Regions from separate parts of the Gossypium hirsutum genome. Here regions 2 and 3 are each linked to region 1. Evidence: chromatin contacts called from public Hi-C data. All regions are on one chromosome and are shown on one strand. The core of a region is the stretch at or near the end of the contact, and the rest is flanking DNA. Distances in the headings are between cores, read along the strand shown. Region 1 holds the start of LOC107896648 (phospholipase D zeta 1). Region 2 has its middle 14 kb from the start of LOC121208454. Region 3 holds the start of LOC107896643 (eukaryotic translation initiation factor 3 subunit J).

Region 1 (3,060 bases), core at 309-2,808:
GCTTGTTATTGGGAGTATACTAATCTAATAGAAAAGTCCAACTCTTCCTAAATTTTTGTCTGATAAAAATGTACTTTGTCAAGGTGGAAATTGCTGGCAATTTGTTGCTTTGCGCGGGGTAAAGTATACAATCCCTTGTCAGCGTTCTATGTTTGAAATATCTGTAGCCTCGCCATTTTTTACCGGGTGGATCACTCGAGTGTTTCGGCCGACGTCAAAGCTAACTGGGATACAAGTAACCGCTGCCGGTCAGAACCTGCTAGATCACTCTGCACCAACATTCGTGGACCACCTTCCCTACTAGAGTCCCCGGGCAGCGGTCATTGGTGTGTCGCAAATCTTCGTTTCTCACCGACCACATTAATAGCCTCATTGGAAGTTTTACCACCTGAAGTGATGTATTCTGAAAATCACAAGGCGTTGGGTTATGCGACTAATCATGACTAAACATATTTCTCATTAATTAAAAAATTTCGAAATTTTCACTCTTACACCAAAACCAATAATTTGATGCGAATAAAATATATGACACAACTATTCTCCTAATGTACTATAAATGCGCATAAGGTGTGCAGCTGGTCCTCATCTCATTTGGATAATGCAAACCATACCTTTACTTTGCGGAAGGTCATTTTATAATCTTCCCCTTTGATTAGGGTATAATTGTTGTACATAACTTGTCAAGAGAGGTTCCACTCACCATGGTTAAGGTCACTTTACCTACTATAATATATTGTCAACCATGGCCTTTGCTAACATGTAACATACTCGATATGTGGAGCCTCTTCAATCTATCTCGTCTATAAAGGTGTCAAGCCTCCTTTATGCATAAATAACACGTAAGACTTTATTAAATTCACTCAAGTATAAACACAACTTAATTACCATATAATCAATTAAATTGCTATCTCTATTTTAATCTTAAGAAACAAACAACGATAAGATCTACATAAATATGCATTGAAACTTGAATATCATAGATGACCAACCTATCTATAAATACCCCTCCATTGTTAAAGGATAACTCCTCATGCCAAAAATTTGCCACCCATTATAGTGGCTTTTTACACGAACATCCTCTCATTAATATGTGAATCACCATTCATTTCCTTTTCTTACATCTTTGCTTAAAAAAAAAATCAAAAAGCTTAACCCATCGCTTAATATCAATCAACATTTCATTTCAATGGAAGTGTTTTATGCTTACTTTCCATCAATTTTGTACTATTAAGAAAAAAATCTAATTAAATTGTAAGAATAAACTTTTTTATTAAGAGATTGTTACATTCTTTTTCTTAAAAATATTTATATTACAGAGTGAATATTCGTTAAAATAAGAAATTTGATATATTTTAATATTTATTAAGAATAAAATTTTATTTCGCTTATATTTTTTATATTTATAGATATAAAGTCTAGAAAAATACAGTAAATATATATGATCTTTTATTTTTTATTTTATAACAAAAATACAAATCATTCTGTGTTTTCTCATTTAATATATTTTATTTTGTTAATTTTTGAATTAAAAAAATGAACATAATATCAAATATTGACCGGAAATATTAAGCCAGTGTAGAAATAAGTCGTCTTGCTTCCATCTCCTTGTCTAAAAGTTCCACTTTGGCCCTCTCACCCAACCAAAAGAAATAATAAAAAAATTGCTTCCATTAAATAAAAATCAAAGGAAAAATTGAATTCAAAGAAACCAGTTCAAATCCTATTCTCTCGCTTTCTTCTCAAGTCTTTTATTCCACTTCCATCTTTAATTCATTTGATCCAACGAAAAGGAATTCGATCTTTAATTTACCCATCAATTTCATGGAGTCGGAGCAGTCGATGCTTGTAGGTGGAGCCCGGTACTACCAGATGCAATCGGAGCCGTTATCATCCACGATGTCATCGTCCGCTGAGTCAACTCGGATTTTCGACGAGTTACCAAAAGCTACCATCGTCTCTGTCTCCAGACCCGATGCCGGGGATATCAGCCCCATGCTCTTATCATACACCATCGAATTCCGATACAAACAAGCAAGTTCTTTTTTCAATCAAAATTTTCAACAATTACTTTCAATAGTTTAAATTCCAATTACATGTTTTGCCCTTACCTTCTTTTCTTTCCTGTTCATACTAATTTCTTCATTTTGATTCTTCAGTTTAAGTGGCGGTTAATGAAGAAAGCTTCGCAAGTTTTTTACTTGCATTTTGCCTTGAAGAGACGGTTGTTTATTGAAGAAATTCACGAGAAGCAAGAGCAGGTGTGTACATTAGGAAACGACTACGTTTGTTTGTGTTTTGCTAATTAATAGCTCTTTGCTTCGGAGAAAAAAACTTTAGGATTTGAATGTGGTTTTCACGCTGAATATTATTATATTAAAGGTTAAAGAGTGGCTTCAAAATCTAGGAATAGGAGAACATGCGCCGGTTGTGCAAGATGATGATGAACCGGATGATGATGCTCTTCTTTTACAGCAAGATGAAAGTGTTAAAAACAGGTGTTTGTTATCACAAATTTTCCTAGAAAATAAAAGAAAAATTAACTCCCAGCACTTATGAGTGCCTTCTTTTCTATATTTATAATCAGGGATGTTCCATCAAGTGCTGCTCTTCCAGTTATTAGACCAGCCTTGGGAAAGCAGTCTTCAATGTCCGACAGAGCAAAGGTTGCTATGCAAGAATATTTGAATCATTTTCTTGGAAATATGGATATTGTTAACTCTAGAGAGGTATGCATTTCCAAACATGCTTATACCCTGATGCATTTGTGGCAACTATTCTTTCATTTTACATTTATCTTTATTCTTCATGGGCATTAGACCTTCCCTTAATGGACTCTACTCTGCCTAGAAAATATACCATGTAATGACCTCGTGTGTTTGTGTTGACAAAATGGATAACCAAATTAAACTTAGCTTTCCTTTTTTCGTGCAACAATCATGAAGTAGATGAAGCCTCCTAATTGCTGTTTCAGTAAACTGTCAGTTGACAAAATCGACTATGTAGCTATAGCCAGAGTTCTTAGTTCATCTGTCGCTGATCTACACTTAGAATTTGGAATGT
Region 2 (3,060 bases), core at 277-2,776, 490 kb after region 1:
CTTCTTTGTCAACCCCCATTGTATAAAAGCAGAATTTGAACTGTTTAACTTATACAAGCAAATGATACAAGAGAGACAGAAACTCCACTCCACCGGCCAAATCCATCTGCAGACATTATTAGACACAACAAACAGTTAAGTACGGACCAAATTGAAATTCTGACCATTTTTTTCTAAAAAGCATATGCATGCTATTCAACACTCCAAGATAGGAGCTTTCTTTGTAATTTCAGTCAATATTTTATCAGATGAAATGGAAGATCAGATATCTATCTGGTACCCTAAAAAGGATGTTAAAAGCCTATCAATGGAGATGAACTTGTTTCTTTTTACCCTGAGATCTCTAAAAACACAAAACACGGCCAAATGTAGCATCTGTATCTTCATTTTTCATGCCACTTAACTAGACATTGCACACCTTTTTTTCTGCCATTGACTTGGCAGAATTTCTAAAATTTGTCAAACAAGCAAGACAATATAAGAACATGAAATGAACACAAAAATCACATTGTCACCATCTTAAATCTATGTCATAGTGCACTCATTCTTAAGATATTTAGCTCTTTTATTCCCACACTTTCCGGTGACAAGCAACTTACAATGTCAAAGCCCTTCTATATCAACATCTCTACAATATTATACCATTTGAAATTAGCTTTAACAGATGAAGTTCCTATGGTAATAAGGGGGATTAACAAAAAAAAAAATTGTAGAAACTAATTGCATACTCTCATTTTACCAAAAAAAACACCTTAGGTCCCAATTCTAATAAAATCTGCAAATAAAAGGCTGTCTGAGAATGATAGAAAGAGATAAATTGCCCCTATAATTTAGCAAGCAATTCAATTTAATTCAACATCCATCGAGAAGACTAGATTCAAATATTTTAAGGGCACAATCCTTTAAAGAAAACAATTCTTTGACAAACAATAAATAAACATACAGGCTCAAACCAACAACACAATGATCAATAAGCAGCAATTTGATAAGAAAAGCAATTGCCAAATCCCCCCCCCCCACAAAAAAAAGAAACAAAAAGAAACCCAGAACTTTAAATGGAAGAAAAAGACTTACACTGAAGTCCAATGAATGAGATCAGCTTAAATGCAGCAATATTTCATGGTTTCAGCTTAAATGCAACAATATTTCATGGCTCAACTTAAATATAGAGAAAAGGACAGAACATTGCAATGGGGTTCAGCTTAAATTTGAGATTTTTGGGAGAAACAAAAGTGAAAGGCTCCTTCTTTGAGAGTCAGAAAAGGACTGAGGGATAAAGAAAGAGAGAAGGGTGTGTTTGTGTGTATGTGTGATGTAGTTCAAAGCAATAAATGGAGACACAGAGTAAATAATAGCATAGGGGTTTTCCATTTTTTTTTTAAAAATAATAAAATTAAAATTGCTTTGCTTAAAATTTTGTAATTTAATTTTAATCATTATTAAAACGAAGTGGAATTAAAAAGCCTATAACGTCTCTTTTAACAGGGTCGAGATTTCAAATTCCAAACAGACTTTTGACTGTTCCTGGGAATTCTGATAAACTTACAAGTGGGTTTCAATTAGTTTGTGTACTACTTAATGGATTGGTAAACACGTGTTCAAATCCCTTTTCTGTAAATTTGAGGCAACTTGGTAATTCAATGTCTAATCAAATGGGCCTTTAATCTATAATATATAAATTGATATTACAAGTTAATTTCTGAATTTAATTAATTTTAATATAAAAATTTGATTTTAATATATTTTATTAAATAAATTTAAGAACACCCATATATTTTAATTTAAAAATATTTATTTCAAAAAATACATCAAATGTTACTTTTATTATTTTCATAAATATTTTAAAAGTAATTTTTAAAAAACTCTACTCCTATTGTGATCGTGCAATATCTCGTAATAATAAAATAAATATTTTTTCTTAAATAATTATACTTAGTTTTAAACTTGTGCAATGTACGAAGGTACATTATATTTTAATAAATTTTAAATTTAATATTAATAAAGTGATAATATTTTTATTTTCCATTTATATTTGAAATATTTGTATTTAATAAAAAAGAACTAGAATCAAATTATAATTTATAGCATAAAAAACTTCTCAACAAAAATTAAAATGAAAAAACTTATTTTAATTAACATTAAACTATAAAGATTGATGTAAACTAACAAGTGATTGGATGTAATGGTAAAACATATTACACTTTTAATAAGAAAATAAAGTTCGAACTTTAAAGATGATATTATTAAAAATGATAATCATAAATCTTGAGTTTACCTCTAGTAACCCAAATTGAGTCGCACTAACACCATTAATATACATAACATTACAAACTAAAAATCAGAACCATTTTCCATTTTCTAACACCATTCTAAGAACATTGAATTTCTTTGGACCCCAATTTTAGCAAGGGCAATATTCCAGCTACTTGCTTAAATTAATTGCTTATAGTTTATTGTCAGTGACACATTAATTTAATTAAATATAAATTTAATAAACATAAATTTATATTTATAGCTTTGTATATTACGTTAATAAATATCTTTGAATTAAAAAATATTTTCGAATAAATATCTATCTAATTTATGAATGTATTATTTGTTAAAACGTCCACATGAGCGAATTTGGATATTTACAAAGATATTATTATAAAACTATTAAATCTAATTTTACCTAAATTTCCATGCACTTAAAATTATATGTAACATTGGATTGGAATTTTTATAAATTATAAGTTATAAATATTATTATAAAACTATTAAATGTAATAAACTTTTATCTATTTTATTTAAGCATACTTATCTCGTACAATTTCCTTAGACTTTATATAATTATACTTTCCTTTTTTTTAATTCTCTATTAGAACTGGTTGTGATCTCTCTCAACAAAATTTTAGGCCAATTTTTTAGGTTTAGGCTTGATTCAGTCTGAAAAATGGGTTTAAAATTTTGTTCTTGTCTAAATCGAATTATAGAAGCCAAATTTGACCCGATCTGACCCGGCCCATATTATTATTTCTAGATTATTTTATTACATACAACAAATTTTAAAAAAATTATAAT
Region 3 (3,060 bases), core at 367-2,866, 270 kb after region 1:
TTACTTATGTAATTCTTTCAATCTATATATCAGTCCAGCTAGGCTAGCTAGAAGAAACGAAACACAAAGCAACATGATATCAAGGATCTTTGATGGAATGAAACTGACCGTCATCAAGCAATTCAAGGATTCAAGTTCCACAATGTGACAAATCCTATCACTCTACATCATCAATCAGATTACTTGACTGATGCAGACAGGAAAATAATGAGCCACGAGAAGGAATTCTTACAAGATCAAGAAATGATTGATGTTCATCTTAACAAAATTTACAACATCAAATCCAAAATTCAATTTTGGTTGGTAACTTAAGACCAGATCCTACTACAGTATTTATCCTAGTATGTATCCATCCAACTATCCCTGAGATACATTCATGAAAACCAAATTTAGAATATAACTTGTCATTAAAAAGAGCTTATAACTTTCAAAATTACATTAGCAGACCAATACACTAACAATAGACACTAGTAACCAGATCTTCTGGCCTATGGTTAGGTGGTAGAAACTTGATATTTTGCATCATATAGATTTTAAGACAACAGAACTAATGATATTCAGAAAAAAGCTCTAGCAGTAAATACTATTAAACTGACTAATACCTAGTAATAAGGAAGTCATCATACCTGAGGAGGTTCATCTTCATCCTCATCCTCCCATGATTCCTTAACATCAGTATCATCAACATCTTCATCATCCCATTTGCTTTTAGGCAGCTTCTTTGCAGGGATAGGTGGAATCTCATCCTCTACAACAATAACATTCAAAAGTGGGAAAAAAAATGAAAAAGAGGACAAGCAGCAGATCAAAATAAAAAGGACATTGTATGACAGGTTCTTCAGTTAAGGATCTGGAATTACTAAAATATATCATAGTTCTAGTACTAATTAACAACTTGCAGATGAAAGGTATATTGAACTGAAGCTGCTTTAAAGTAGTGTGGAACTCTTTGCACTTTAAACCTCCTAGGTAAGAATGGGCCAACCGTCAGCCAATGGCTTGAGCTCAATTTGAGAACAAGCACTTGTGAATCACTAAAATTAAAGCTCGGTCTAGCTTCCCAACATGTTGCTGGAATCGCTAAGCTTCCGCTTGAAAAAAGAAAACCCACTCAGTTTTCTCTGTAATCTAATCCTTTCCACCATGCAACACCACAACCGATTCCCTAATAAACCCTTACTCAAGGCAGTCAGCTTTGAGAAACCTCAACCCCATAAAAAAACGAAAGAAAAAGCATACAGTAATCAAACTAGTCAAAATAAAGCCTCCGCATGCAAGTTCGTACACAATAAAACATACAAAAGGAAATTCGGACATTAGTTATCAATCAAATTCTTACTAAAAGAATAAACAAGTTATCGAAATTGAGAAAAAAATATTTACCCCAGTCCTCCATTTACTCTTAACTTATCGAATCGAATAACAATCCTGAATACCAGAAATTGAACAAAAAAAAAACTTCAGACAAAAAAAGTTTTGAAAAAAAGAGAAAAGTTGACAATAAATCCATGAGGAAATTACTTGCCTTGATATAATTATAGTAGAAGAGATGCTTTAATCTGGCTGGCTTTGTTTTTTTTTCTCTCAGTTAGAGTTAAGACGCCAAAATACCGACTTAACGAAGATTAATATTTTTAGGGCTTTTATATTTTCCTTTTAAAATATTATTTTTTAAATTGACGGCTTTTAAAGCCCACTAAGATTATCGGCCCACTAATTGGCCCATTCGGGTTAAATCGGGATTACCGGGAAACCCTGTTTATAGATATCTTATCTATAAATTTAAGATTAAGATGTTCATTCCAATGAAAGGGGGATGAGTGATTTCTAACCAATATTCCAAATAAGATTTAATATAATAATATCTTAGTGTTAGTTAAAACCTAAAAAAAGTTTCATATCTTTAATTGATTGAGTACATTTATATTTTACGCCTACACAATAAATTTACTACACAAAGTTTCATATCGATGCTTTTCGTGCTTTAGTCCTTACACAGCCTCCTCTTAAAATTACTTCTCTAAGGCAAAGTCTAGGATATTACTTACTTGTTCTTTAACATCCCGTTTTTTAGTGGTGTCAAAAACAATAGTTTTGAGATCATAACTATGACGTATCAATCCATAAATATTAATTATTTAATATTTATGAGGTCATTAGGGTTTTATTAGATTTTGGTTAAAAAATTTTATTGTTCATATAGTTAATTAATTAAATAGGATTAAATAGTAAAAGAGGTAAAAATTAATCGCTATAGTTTTAAAATAGTAAAGGGACCAAAATGGTGATTAAACCATGGTCAAAAAGTCCAAGCGATGGTGGAATGATTAATCAAATAGCTTTTGGGCTATTTCCTTATTAAGTCCTAATTAGTTCAGGGTTAAATTAGAATTAATTTTGTTTTGCTAAAAATTTAAAATAATTGAAGAACCAATTGTGAAATTAAACCCTCCTTAAATGGTAATTATACCATTAGTTAAGATAGTGGACGGTTTAGGTGAGTTGAAGTTGAAGTTGAAATTTCATTAGAAATTAAAGGTTAATTTAATAAATTGACAAATCAATTAAGTAAAATAAAATATAAAAAAATTAAAAGGTATCATCTCCTCCAACTTACCATCTTTAGCAGAAACACCATAACAAGGGAGAGAACACTTTCGGCCAAGCTAGGGCTCTTTGATTTGGTAGGTAAACCTTCCCCCTTTTTAGTAATTTTCATATTTTTGAGCTCATATTAGCTTAATTTAGCTAATCCAGGGACTAATTGGTAAAATTGTTAAATGTTGTGGATTATATTGATGAGTTTAGTATGTTTTTGAAGTTTTATGGAAGATTATTAAGCTTGATTGTTAAATAGAACTATTTCATAAAGTAACTTTTAATAATTTTAATGTTTAAGGACTAAAATGTTAAAGTAATAAAATTACAAGGACTTAATGTGAGATAACATCAAATATGGGCTGGAGGGAAGTATTAAACAATTCGTCTGAACTTATTTTGTTAGAAATGGTTAAATTATAAGTTTTGGACCTAGGGACTAAATTGCATAAAAGGTAAAAT

Evidence for each region. A called contact is a pair of places that touch in the nucleus more often than the background predicts.
Region 2: a contact with region 1 is called in a Hi-C map of leaf, with 1.9 times the contacts expected there. The contact joins the enhancer-like site here to the promoter of LOC107896648 in region 1. A contact is called at or near these places in 2 of 34 Hi-C or Micro-C datasets (both in leaf).
Region 3: a contact with region 1 is called in a Hi-C map of leaf, with 4 times the contacts expected there. The contact joins the promoter of LOC107896643 here to the promoter of LOC107896648 in region 1. A contact is called at or near these places in 13 of 34 Hi-C or Micro-C datasets (callus, leaf, petal and 1 more).

Annotation. Positions count from the first base shown.
Region 1 is chrA10:98,336,085-98,339,144 of Gossypium_hirsutum_v2.1, forward strand. It overlaps LOC107896648 (phospholipase D zeta 1), which reads left to right and starts at 1,559. Exons shown (of 20, transcript XM_016821867.2): 1 at 1,559-2,031; 2 at 2,157-2,258; 3 at 2,380-2,495; 4 at 2,585-2,726. The coding sequence starts at 1,822.
Region 2 is chrA10:98,826,160-98,829,219 of Gossypium_hirsutum_v2.1, forward strand. It overlaps the pseudogene LOC121208455. Among protein-coding and RNA genes, the nearest start is that of LOC121208454, 14 kb to the left of the region's middle. Within about 2 kb of position 1,527, at least 2 of the 9 cell types and tissues checked have an H3K27ac peak or open chromatin away from gene starts, as enhancers often do. A contact at or near this core is called in leaf, where this site is marked.
Region 3 is chrA10:98,603,735-98,606,794 of Gossypium_hirsutum_v2.1, forward strand. It overlaps LOC107896643 (eukaryotic translation initiation factor 3 subunit J), which reads right to left and starts at 1,617. Exons shown (of 7, transcript XM_016821856.2): 1 at 1,526-1,617; 2 at 1,384-1,428; 3 at 627-748. The coding sequence starts at 1,396.